2 separate regions of the Rattus norvegicus genome follow, and region 2 is linked to region 1. The links are chromatin contacts, called in public Hi-C maps. All regions are on one chromosome and are shown on one strand. Each heading gives the region's core, a stretch centred on a gene start, on an enhancer-like site or on the middle of the called end of the contact. The rest is flanking DNA. Distances are from core to core; before and after follow the strand shown.

Region 1 (6,804 bases), core at 3,468-5,967:
TGGCAAGCCATTACACAGAGAATCAAGGCTACCCAAACCTGTGAGTCCTTTTATTCTCATTCCCTGGCAGTAACTGGCATAGTAACTGCAAAGCAAATACTTAATTTATTGAATCGTTGTTATAAAAATAGAAAAGGCAGGAAATGAAGTTAGCCCCCATAGGAGGACTTCCTAAATCTTATTAATAGGTTATTTTGATTTAAACATTTTCAGTATCCTAAAGAAAACTTCATCCAGCCAGTCATTGCTTTTATTATTCCTTCAATCTCTCACACAGGGAAACGTGTGTGTGTGTGTGTGTGTGTGTGTGTGTGTGTGTGTGTGTGTGTGTGTGTAATTCACTATGTACACCAGGCTGGCCTCAGACTCAGAGATCCACCTGCCTCTGCCTCCCAAGTGTTGGGATTAAAAGGTGTGCACCACCACAGTTGGCTGTGAAACACATAAACCTGCCTTCCAAAATGGCTCCATAGAAAAGCACAGCCCTGAAGCTGTTCCCTTGTCTCTTCCTGGCTCCTGTGTGTTGTATTTTTAATTGGCAAAGCAAGTTAGCTGTAGGTGATGAAGCTCCACGGTTCTCATAAACTCAAGACATGCGAGGGTTCCTTTCCTTGAATTTACTCTGTTTCAAGTCTACATACTGTACGACTAGCCTCAATGATACAGGGTCTCCATCCACTTCTAAGTTTGTGTATAAAATCTAGAGTTTGAATGCTGTGTAATGTCATATGTCCATACTGTGACTCCCTGTAAGCTGCCTGCCAGAAATTGGCCCATGTGTTTGTACCTACAACCCTTACTTCTATGAACATGGCCCACAGGGCTGGCCCTCCATGTGGAATACCTCATACACAAGCAAGCAGTTGCACTGCAACTACAGTATGCCACAGTCCTGAGTGCTGATGGCTGCCTGAATCCACTTTAGACCTGAACATAAGAGTTTTAGCTGTACGGCTAAATTATCTATCTCTACTGTTAACCAACCACTCCCAAACTTGTTAGTGTAAGGTATGCTGTTCTGTTTCCTCCCAAGTCTTTCAGCCAATGAGCTGGGCTGGGTTTAGCGCATGGTTCTTTTGGTCTCACCAGGGATCACTTACATGTCTGCAGCCATCTGGTACCTGGATTGCCTCATCCCCACATGTGACTGGGCTGGGGAGCTGCTGCCTGACCCCTGAAAGCTAGTTCTACCTCTACATATTAGTCTGAGACAGTAGGAAATACACACATATCTGTGAGCAATGTTTCAAGCCACTGTGTTGTTTTCTAATGTCATGTTTACCAAGACCCAGAGAAGAAAAGGCTCCATCTTTTGACTTGTTTTTTAGAGTCTCACTGTGCTGTTCAGGCTGGCCTTGAACTCAAAATCTTCTTGCTTCAGCCTCTCAAGTGCTGGAGTGGCAGGTGTATGCCACTGTGCCCAGCTAAAGATGCTATTGACAGAGGTAACAGTAAAGTCAAGGGGCACATGAGGGAGAATCTAGGCAATATTTACAGTTACTATGATGGTTTCTTGCCCCCCCCCCTTTTACTCTTTTCTTCCATCCCTCCTCCCTCCATCCCTCCTTTCCCCTTCTTTCCTTCTCTCCCTTCCTCCCTCCTTCCCTCCCCCTCCTTCTCTCCTTCCCTCTCCCTTCCTTCCTTCCCTCTATCCTGAGATGTCCTACATTAAGAAAATACATGCCAGAGAACAGAGGAGTAAAGAGGTAAGAGAAGGCCATTTAAACTCAAATTTCAAGGTTAACCAGCCAAGAAAAACATTTTCATACTCCCTTTTTGTATGCTGAAGATCAGCCCTCAATGACACTCTGCATCTGATCTTGGAGCTATGAACCAACCAATTGGTAGCCTCTGCGGCCTTGTGTGTTCTGCCCTCCTTATCTATAGCCAATATAGGTTCAGTGTAAATGCTTCATACTTCTTTTCCCCAAAATTTTATTGTAAAGCAGGGACATGTTCTAGCTGATCTCTAGTGTAATTCGTGTATTGGGTACTGTTCTAAGATGGGCCCTTTACCTCTCACAGATCAATAAACCCTTTACTGTCAGAACCCTCTAATTGCAAAATCTGATTTATCATTCTCTTCTTTTCACCAATTCGTTTACAAATTAGGATTTAGCTTCTGGAAAATCAGCTACATTGATCGACTCAGCTGAATTTCCTTCCTGCGTTGTTGCATCTGAGTTTGGAATAATAAAACCTACTTTGCAAAATTGTTTTTGTGTAACTAAATGAGGTAATGTCTGTGGGAAAGATCTGGCAAAAGCCGAGTCTCTGTATGTTTCCTTCCTGAACACCACCAATCACAAAGTCGTTACCTTACAGCGATTGCAATGAATGGCTAAGATGAGGGGCAAGGGAGTACAGAAGGCAGCTGGAAAGCAGTCTGCTTTCAGAGGAGTAAAGGCATTAGCAAACAAAAGGCTGAAGAATTTTAAGCATACTGAATGCAGATCGATCCATTCTTATCACCCTGTACAAAGCTTAAGTCCAAGTGGATCAAGGACCTCCAAATCAAACCAGATACACTCAAACTAATAGAAGAAATAGTGGGGAAGAATCTCGAACACATGGGCATTGGAGAAAACTTCCTGAACAAAACACCAATGACTTATGCTTTAAGATCAAGAATCGACAAATGGGATCTCATAAAACTACAAAGTTTCTGTAAGGCAAAGGACAAAATGGCAACCAACAGATTGGGAAAAGATCTTTACCAATCCTACAACTGATAGAAGGCTTATATCCAAAATATACAAAGAACTCATGAAGTTAGACTGCAGGGAGACAAATAACCCTATTAAAAAACGGGGTTCAGAGCTAAACAAAGAATTCACAGCTGAGGAATGCTGAATGACTGAGAAGCACCTAAAGAAATGTTCAACATCTTTAGTCATAAGGGAAATGCAAATCAAAACAACCCTGAGATTTCACCTCACACCAGTCAGAATGGCTAAGATCAAAAACTCAGGTGACAGCAGATGCTGGGGAGGATGTGGAGAAAGAGGAACACTCTTCCATTGTTGGTGGGATTGCAGACTGGTACAACTATTCTGGAAATCAGTCTAGAGGTTCCTCAGAAAATTGGACATTCCACTACCTGAGGACCCAGCTATACCACTCTTGGGCATATACCCAAAAGATGCTCCAACATATAACAAAGACACATGCTCCACTATGTTCACAACAGCCTTATTTATAATAGCCAGAAGTTGGAAAGAACCCAGATGCCCTTCAACAGAGGAATGGATTCAAAAAAAGTGGTACATCTACACAATGGAGTACTTCTCAGCATCAAAAACAATGACTTTATGAAATTCATAGGCAAATGGATGGAACTGGAAAATATCATCCTGAGTGAGGTAACCCAATCACAGAAAAACACACATGGTATGCATTCATTGATAAGTGGATATTAGCCCAAATGCTCAAATTACCCTAAATGCACAGAACACATGTAACTCAAGAAGCATGACCAAAATGTGGATGCTTTACTCCTTCTTTAAAAGGGGAACAAGAATACCCTTGGGAGGGGATAGGGAGGCAAAGTTTAGAACAGAGACTGAAGGAACACCCATTCAGAGCCTGCCCCACATGTGGCCTTTACATATACAGCCACCAAACTAGATAAGGTGGATGAAGCAAAGAAGTGCAGGCTGACAGGAACCGGATGTAGATCTCTCCTGAGAGACACAGTCAGAATATGGCAAAAACATAAGCTAATGCCAGCAGCAAACCACTGAACTGGGAACGGGACCCCCGTTGAAGGAATCAGAGAAAGGACTGAAAGAGCTGAAGGGGCTTGAGACCCCATATGAACAACAATGCCAACCAACCAGAGGTTCCAGGGACTAAGCCACTACCCAAAGACTATACATGGACTGACCCTGGACTCTGACCTCATAGGTAGCAATGAATAGCCTAGTAAGAGCACCAGTGGAAGGGGAAGCCCTTGGTCCTGCCAAGACTGAACCCCCAGTGAACGGGGATTGTTGCGGGGAGGGAGGTAATGGGGGGAGGATGGGGAGGGGAAACACCCATATAAAAGGGGAGGGGGAGGGGTTAGGGGGATGTTGACCTGGAAACCGGGAAAGGGAATAACAATTGAAATGTAAATAAGAAATACCCAGGTTAATAAAGATGGAGAAAAAAATTTTAAAAAATAAAACTTTGTAAATAAAAAAAAGAAAAAGAAGAAGTCAAGACAAATAACAATAAACATCACATCCCAGTTTACTTCAAGTGCAACTCGAGGCTGTCAGCAGTGCATGATCTGGGAGCTGAGTTCATCCACAGGAGACAGTGGCAGGGAAGGGAGCATCCAGTCCTTATCCCCTTCTTTCCATAGCTCTTGCACCAGGTCAAAGCACATGGCAGTTGGTTTTTTCCCATGGGCTCTGGAGACTGGCCTTGCATCTTCCTGGCCTGAGTTAGGACTAAGAGAATTCTCTGTAACATCTGGCAGGTGCCAAGTAACTCCCATAGTTCCTTTCTTAGATAGCTTTACAATCTCTGCCTTTGGGGGAAAAAAAAGACTTCCTTAACATGGAACAAAGAATTGGTCACTGTTTATTTATGCCAGGTGAGAGAGACTGGTTCTCTGTAAACGCTCTCAGAAATGACCTGGGGTTAAAAATTAAAAAAAAAAAAAAGGTTGTGCAAGAATTTTAGATGCAATCGTGTTGGACTTTCTGACTAGTGTGTCAGTTGAGCAACTCTGCCCTGAGTGACCTGCTGACCAAGAAGAAAGAGAGATCTGGTAAAAATCAACAACATCCAGAGAGTAGTTTTAAAGAGACACAGGAACATTCGTACCTCAGCTCCTTGGCCTGAGTTTCCTTCCAGCAGAAGGGAAATGGCAGAGTTAAAGGTAAGAAACCATCTGGCTGGATTTGGATTAAGATAGGAGAGTATGCCTGGGGTTGTGGAGTCACTTAGCCAGAAAAAGAACAGAAAAGGAATGGAGAGAAGGTAAGAACGGGCGGAAGGGCTGGAGATGTCTAACAGGTTTACTAGCCTTCTTCAGCAAGAATGCATGGTGTTTCCTGGTGTCAGAGTTGAAGGGTTGGGGCTACAGAGATGGCTTAGTAGTTAAAAGTACTCTCTGCTCTTCCAGAGGACCTGGGTTCAGTTCCCAGAACCCATTCAGTAGTTCACACTCTAGTTCCAGGGGCTCTGGCACCCTCTTCTAGCCTTGTGGCTTCTGTTGTTGGCTCACATGCATGTGTACACACACACACACACACACACACACACACACACACTTGAAGGGCTCAGATACCCCCATACATACACACACACACACACACACACACACACACACACACACACACACACAGTTGAAAGGCTCAAACACCCCATCCATTCATCCAGACAGACAGACAGACAGACACACACACACACACACACACACACACACAGTTGAAAGGCTCAAACACCCTCACCCATACAGACAGACACACATACACATGTTCAGATGCTCCACCACATTGTTAGTAGATGTGATTGCGCTGAGTTGACAAACTGAGGTGACAGGAAGCATTATCGCCCTTGCCTTTGTTAACTCCTAACACTGGTGTGTGGATCTGAGGTGAGCAAGAGCTCACCTTTAAGTGCATGCATGCATTTCTCCCCAGTCTCCTAGCCCACTGCTCTCCGTCATCCTTGTGGCTGCACCTCCTGGACTGCTTCCTGCCAGCCAGTTCACTGTGCCAGCCAGTTCACTGTGCTCCGTCTACTTAGCCGTTAGGTAGTTCAGACTCAGCTTTGGACAGTACTCTTTATTTAGCGTGCCATTGAGAAGAATTAGTAGGTCATGTGCTACAAGTGCTAGGTCAGGTGTTATAACGGTGCATTAGCACTCTGAACCTAGGGGGTGGGTGCCATTTCTTTTTTCCTATTTTAAACCTATAAGAAAAGCAAGGTTCATGGAGAACAAGGGACTCATCCAAGGTCCCTGCTGGTAAATGGTGGAGACTGTAGCAGATGTCAAGAGTTTGAATTTCAGGCCCCCAAAAGAGGGTCGGTTGCACCTACTAGGTTGGGCCTTTTGGGCCAGGGAAAAGAAGTGTGTTCCCAGTGTCTAAAACTCTGCCTAGTACTTAGCTCAATGCTTAAGACCAGAACTAGAGCTCCCTGGCACATTGGGGCAGACTGAGTAGGACTGCTCACTAAACCCCTTCCAGGAATGTAGAGACTGACCACTGACAGGAAACCTTTCAGTTAAAGCTGGGATGGTAAACCCAGCAGGTCCCTAACTAAGACACCTTGAAGGTGCTTAACTCTGTAGTAAGGAGTTTTTCTCCTTTGTCTTCACGCCAGATTTAGCCTTAGCTCTCACTCAGTGTTAGCATGTTAGCAGTCAACACAGCCCGGGAAGGGAGAAACTTTTCATAAACAGCTAGCTGTCCCTGGTGAAGTGACAAAGGATTGCACCAGAGGAAATACCTTGTGCAAAGATGCAAAATACACAGAAAGGTTTTCGAGTCCCAGGAACACAATATTTCAGCTGCATTGGAGCTGCCGCATGGATGCAGATGCCCAAGAGGGGACCCATAGGTAGATCAGAATGGTGGCGGGAATGGGCATAGCTAATGGGGACCAGTATGCCGGTTGACGATGTGGAGGAAGGAGAATTCGACGGAAATCCTATGAGGAAGTTCATAAAGGCAGGAGACATCCTTAGCATTTATAAATAAATCATATCTTAAATCCTCTCCTGCCGCAATTTTTAAGCAACTTATTATGCAAACGCCGCCACATGCAAAAGGCACCATGGCCTTTGTTCTTGGTTTCAAAGGCTTG
Region 2 (6,760 bases), core at 1,943-4,442, 290 kb before region 1:
GATCAACTACACTATCTGTCATTCTGAACACAGTGATAAAACAAATATGTATTTCTGTTTTACATAGGAGAAACCAAGATGATTTTTTTCAGTAGCAGGAAATTGAACTTTGTTTTCAGTATTTTTATTATTAAACCACAATAGGCACATGTATTCAAAATGACAAAGGAATGTTTTGATAGTATGTCTAAAACTGTGACTAGGTATCTACTTTGAAAACAGAACCATTCTACAAGGTGATTTAAAACTGTGTAACACAGTGGAGATGATTCTAAGTGCTTTATATAGCATATACAATAGAACTTACGAACCTCTGTTCTATAGATGTTTATCTTTATTGATGCATACATGAGACTAAACTGTTTGCTCTATAACTGCCAAAGCCCAACAGCTAAAAAGCGTAAGAAAATTGTGGTACAATCCATTCCTGTTACAAAATTTAGTATCCAAGCTCCTCTGCTTAGTTATTTAAATAAAAGTCATTTCAAGGATAAATTAGGTACATAATGTTCATAAATTTCAAAGTTATTGGAAAAATAGTAGTCATCTGTACTTTGTTCAAATGCTTGGCATTTATGTATTAGGGGGAAAACTGCTAAGGTCGGAGAATCGCTCTATTCTCTCTCTCTCTCTCTCTCTCTCTCTCTCTCTCTCTCTCTCTCTCTCTCTCTTTCTCTCTCTCTCTTAATGTGGAGGTCAGAGGACAATATCAAGTATTGGTCTACACTTCCTACCTTGTGTGAGGCAGAGTTTCTCTTACTTGCCATAGTGCTGCATACTTCAGTCTAGCTATCCTTCTGCCTTTTCTCTACTTCCCGTCTTAATGTAGGAGTGCTCAATGTAGACATGTGCCATGGTATCAAGACCTCCTTGAGTTTCACTGTTCTATTCTCATCTTCATTATGAGCTTTCTGACTAGCTCTGAGACATGTTCAATATCTAGAGTCATCAGGACTACTATATATGACATATGAAATTAAACGGCTCACCTATTAACATTAGTCTCTCTAATTTGAATTCATTGTGCTCTTGAGACTTTTTTAAAATGTATGAATGCTCTGTCTGTATATACATCTGCAGGCCAGAAGAGGGCATCAGATCCCTTTCTAGATAATCAGGAGCTACCACGTGGTTGTTGGGAATTGAATTCTGGACCTCTGGAAGAGCAGCCAGTGCTCTTAACTACTGAACCATCTCGGAAGCCCTTTCTAGATGCTCTTAAAAAGGCAATAAGTTCATAGATAATCACTTGCATGTTCTGCACCAAATATTTCCTAGAGTTGCCTTGGAAGATTATCTAGTACACTATCATAAAAGCTGAACAAAATTTTGACAGACAAATAGATACCCTTTTTAAAAAACTGAATGGTAAGTTCACACAATTCCATCGTATATCACACGTAAGAGTGACGCTTACAAGCACGATGGTGCATAAGAGTCAACAGTGAACAGCCAGGGGCTCCTGTACATAGTCTCAGCCTGCCATACTGAATGTTTCAATATCCTACCTCTCTGAACCAAATGTTATCTGCCCTGTGGAAAGCATGAGGCATATCACATTCAAAACACTATAAATTTGCTATGACATAAGAAACAGCAAAGTAAATTGGTTTTTCTAATTAATGAGTAACTTGCATGATACTGGGAATCTTTAATTAAGAATTGAAGTCTAGAATAGCTGTCTCCAAGGAATAGTTACTAATATTACACAGGAAATAACTTGATGGTCATGTTTCTAGGCAATGAACAATCAATTTTCTATTTAATCTTCAATATAAATAGGAACTCATTTTAGAGAAGGTATACAATCACCATACCTGAATCACAGGGAGACAGAGAAAACAATCTAAGGGCTTCCAACAGGACATGAGGAAACTTCAATATGACGTAGTGATCTCAACCTCAGTTAATAAGTAAAATCTGAGAACTGCCAGGTTTAGTGATGAAACCTGAGGCAGGAGATGGCATGCTAATGTAAACAAACCTTAGAGCAGAAAGAAAACAGGAAGAAAAACCTAACAGAACCAGAACTAGCTTGTGAACTAACTCTTTAATGATGGTTAGTAAAGAGAAACTAATGAGAGTCCCACAGGACTAGAATAACCATTTAAGATTCCCAAACTTTCTCTGAATAGATCAGTGTGACTTACTGACATGAGCCAAGGGTATTATTATACTTGTTCTGTGTACCTGATAATCATAATAATTAATTGGTAACTTCATAAAGCTTAATTTTTATTTCATTAAGTCCTCATTTGCAACTTGAAAGACTACCACAATCTGATACATAAGTAATGTTAAGGTGTTAGATGTTGGTTTCCTATTCATTTTGAATATCACAAAAACATTTAAGACATCTCTAGCTTTCCATACACTCATCTATTACACCTTCACTGAATGAGTCTTTATAAATCTTGTGTTATAACACACATAGCATCCTTATCATCTGATACATATGTGACGAGAGACATAAACAAGTTGACAAGAAAGGAAACTAAAATGAAGCTGTGTTAAATGTTTATAAAAATTAAAGAAATGAAAGTTCCATTTGAATAAGACTACTAAAGGTCAATATGTAAAGAAGTAATTTTAAAATTTAAATAATGTACATACTGTCAATGTACATTACAATGTACATTTCTGATCCTCCCTTAGGATTCAATGTAGAATTTCCGTAATTTATGTGATATTGACAATATGGATATGGTTTTAATGCTATGTCCTTTTAAGATTGGTGTATTTATTCTTTGTATTTTTCAGCACTTTTATCTCCCTTAACTGCTTCAAACTCTGCTTCATAGTATACCATGTCTTATTTTTACAACTATTTGCATGATAGAAACTTTTATGATTTTTCTGATTGTTAGATTTTTTAATAGTGCTGAGCAATGAACACACTTTAAGTAAGTACCCTACTACTGAGCTGTGTTCTCTGCCCCTGATGTTATTAACCACAGATGAAGCACCTGCCCTGAATGTTAAGCTGTCCTATACATGGAGGGGTCTGGACAAAATAAAAGGGGAGAAGAAAAAGTCTGTTTTCTCAGGCATGTACTCTCTGTTTCACAGCTTCTAAGATGAATTATTTTGCCTTTCTACATTGTTGTGCCACAATGTACTGCCTCACCTCATTGCAAACAGTCAGATGGTCCTGGGAGGAAACATCTGAAACCATGAGCCCAAATCTATATTTACTACTTTGCTCCCTGAGGTAATTGTGTGTTACAAAATGGCTATTGCACAAATAGTACACTTCTGGTATTTTATTGATCTATAACAAAATAAACATAACTAAAATACAAGTCCAACTCTGTGAACTGAACCTGTATAGCCAGCATTTTTAGGTAGAACAATCTGTCTAAATCCTTTAGAATGTTAGTATTAATTTAATATAAAAACAAAAGCATTTCAAGCCAAATGCTTTTGTAGAAAGCTACTGTAGAAAAATCACAACCCCAGACCTTGCCTACAGACTTCTGTTTAAGAAACATTGCCATAGGCTGCCAACTCTGTCCATATCTAGTCAATACAGTAATTGAAGTTCTAGCTAGAACATTTAGAAAACAAAAGGAGGTCAAGGGGAAACAAATTAGAAAGGAAGAAGTCAAGGTATCACTATTTGTGGATGATATGATAATATACATAAGCGACCCCCCAAATTCCTGCAGTTCAAAGAACTCCTACAGTTGATAAATAACTTCAGCAAAGTGTCTGTATATAAAATTAACTCAAATAGATCAGTAGCCTTCCTTTATACAAATTATAAATGGGCTAAGAAAGAAATTAGGAAAACAACACCCTTAACAATAGCCACAAATACTATAAAATATTAGTGTAACTCTAGCAAAGCAAGTGAAAGATCAATATGAAAAGAACCTCAAGTCCCTGAAGAAAGAAATCAACAATTTCTTCTTCTGAAGACACAGCTATACCACTCCAACATACCCAAAACTCTCAGCAATAAAAACTTCTGCAGGGATGACCATCCCTGACCTCAAGCTGTACTACAGAGCAATAATGATAAAAACTGCAAGACTCAGAAATAAACCCACACACATATGGACACTTGATCTTTGACAAAAGAAGCCAAAACCATATAGTTGAAAAAAGAAAGCATCTTCAACAAATGGTGCTGGTCTAACTGGAAGCCTGTATGTAGAAGAATGCAAATTGATACATACTTATCATCTTACATAAAGTTCAAGTCCAAGTAGATCAAAAACCTCAATACAAAACCAGATACACTGAAAAAAATGGGTTATAGGGCTAAACAAAGCATTCTCAACACAGATATCTCAAATGGCCGAGATGTGATTGAAGAATTGTTCAACATCTTTAGTAATCAGGGAAATGCAAATTAAAATGCCCTGAGAATCCACCTACACCAATCAGAATGGCTAAGATCAAAAACTCAATCTACAGCACATGTTGCTGAGGATGTGGAGAAAGGGGAACACTCCTGTTGCTGTGGGATTGCAAATTGTTACAACCATTCTGGAAATCAATCTAGCAGTTCCACAGAAAATTGGAAATAGTTCTGCCTAAAGACCCAGCTGTAGTGCTCCTGGGCACATACCCAAAAGGTGCTCCACCATACCACAGGAAAACGAGCTCCACTATGCTCATAATAGCCTTATTTGTAATAGGCAGAAACTGGAAGCAACCCGGATGTCCTTCAACTGAAGAATGGATACAGAAAATGTGGTCCATTTACAAAATGGAATACTATTCAGCTATTTAAAACGAGGACATCATGAATTTTGCAGGCAAATGGTTGGAACTAGAAAATAATATCCTGAGTGAGGTAACCCAGACATGCATGGTATGTGCTCACTGATAAATGGATAGTCTCCAAAAATACAGGATATTCATAAACCGTAAGAAGTTTAACAAGAAGCAAGGTCCGAGTGAGGATGCTTCAATACCACTTAGAAGGGGGAAGGGAAACTTCTAGAAAGTCCCAGACACCAGGTATCTTAGTCAGGGTTTCTATTCCTGCACACAACATCCTGACCAAGAAGCAAGTTGGGGAGAAAAGGGTTTATTCAGCTTACACTTCCACACTGCTGTTCATCACCAAAGGAAGTCAGGACTGGAACTCAAGCAGGTCAGGAAGCAGGAGCTGATGCAGAGGCCGTGGGGAGATATTACTTACTGGCTTGCTTCCCCTGGCTTGCTCAGCTTGCTCTCTTATAGAACCCAGGACCAGCAGCCTAGGGATGGCACCACCCACAATGGGCTGATGCAGAGGCCGTGGGGAGATATTACTTACTGGCTTGCTTCCCCTGGCTTGCTCAGCTTGCTCTCTTATAGAACCCAGGACCAGCAGCCTAGGGATGGCACCACCCACAATGGGCTGGGCCTTCCGCCTTGATCACTAATTGAGAAAATGCCTTACAGCTGGGTCTCATGGAGGCATTTCCTCAAGGGAGGCTCCTTTCTCTGTGATAACTCCAGCTTGTGTCAAGTTGACACACAAAACCAGCCAGGACACCAGGGATATGAGAGGCTCCCAGGAGCCAGTGGGGATGATCTTAGTCAAAATGCCCAGTGATGGAAAGATGGAGCCTGAAGAAACCACCTCCAGGAGATAGACCTGGACCCCATTAGAGACACGGGGCCACCTACCCTTCTTCAAAATTCTTGATCCAGAATTGTTCTTGTCTAAAGGAAATGCGGGAACAGAAATGGAGCAGAGACTGAAGGAAAGGCCATCCTGTGACCAGCTCAACTTGGGATCCATACCATGGGTGGACACCAAACCATGACGCTATTACTGATGCTATTTTGTGCTTGCAGACAGGAAGCTAGCATGACTGTTCTGAGAGGCTCTACCAGCATATGACTAAGACTGATACAGATACTTACAGCCAACCACTGGACTGAGATTGGAGACCTCTATGGAAGAGTTAGGGGAAGGATTGAAGGAGCTGAAGGGAATGGCAACCCCATAAGAAGACCAACAGTGGTAACTAACCTGAACCCCCGGGAGCTCCCAAAGACTAAGTCACCAACAAAAGAGCATACACAGGCTGATCCAAGGCCCCTGGCATATATGAAGCAGAGAGCTGCCTTGTCTGGCCTTAGTTGGACAGGATGTGCCTAATCTTGTAAAGATTTGAGGCTCCAGAGAAGGGAAGGTGTGGGGTGAGGAATGAAGTACTCAGAGGCAAAGGGGAGGGAGGATGGAGTGAAGAACTCTGGGAGCAGGAACTGGGAGGGGGAAACATTTGGGGTATAAATAAATAATTTTTAAAAGCTACATTGTCATAACTCATGAACAAAAAATATTTTAAAAAGAAAATAGAACTAAATCATTGTTATTGTTCTATAAGAGATTCAATAAAGCCAGGCATAATATTGAATGTCTTTTATCACAGCAGTTGGGAGGCAGAGACAGGTAGATCTTCATTAATTTGAGGCCAGTCAGCCTGGCTATGTAGAGAGACACTGTCTCAAAAATTAAATAAATAAATAAAAATAAATAACGAAAAATTCATCAGGAGAATTTGACTTAGAAGATCTTCTTTCCAATGAGCTCTAATATAGCTTATTAAGAGCTATTTCTCATGCCAGTAAATTCTTCAGTTTCAGGTATAACTCTAACTAAGATCTTAGCCTCATAAAGAATATTTATAATTGCCCTGCCTAACTTAGATATTGTGAATCAAGCGTATAATGAATTGCGTGTGAAAACAACAGCCATACACCAGAGATGGTTTCCAATGTTTTGGAGACTGTAGCTACTAGTATTGCTTTA

Evidence for each region. A called contact is a pair of places that touch in the nucleus more often than the background predicts.
Region 2: a contact with region 1 is called in a Hi-C map of liver, with 4 times the contacts expected there. The contact joins the enhancer-like site here to the promoter of Hgd in region 1.

The regions. Positions count from the first base shown.
Region 1 is chr11:76,641,680-76,648,483 of GRCr8, reverse strand. It overlaps Hgd (homogentisate 1, 2-dioxygenase), which reads left to right and starts at 4,717. Exons shown (of 14, transcript NM_001012145.1): 1 at 4,717-4,870. The coding sequence starts at 4,856.
Region 2 is chr11:76,931,378-76,938,137 of GRCr8, reverse strand. All of the region lies in intron 4 of Stxbp5l (syntaxin binding protein 5L), which reads right to left. Among named protein-coding and RNA genes, the nearest start is that of Stxbp5l, 95 kb to the right of the region's middle. Within about 2 kb of position 3,192, at least 1 of the 93 cell types and tissues checked has an H3K27ac peak or open chromatin away from gene starts, as enhancers often do. A contact at or near this core is called in liver, where this site is marked.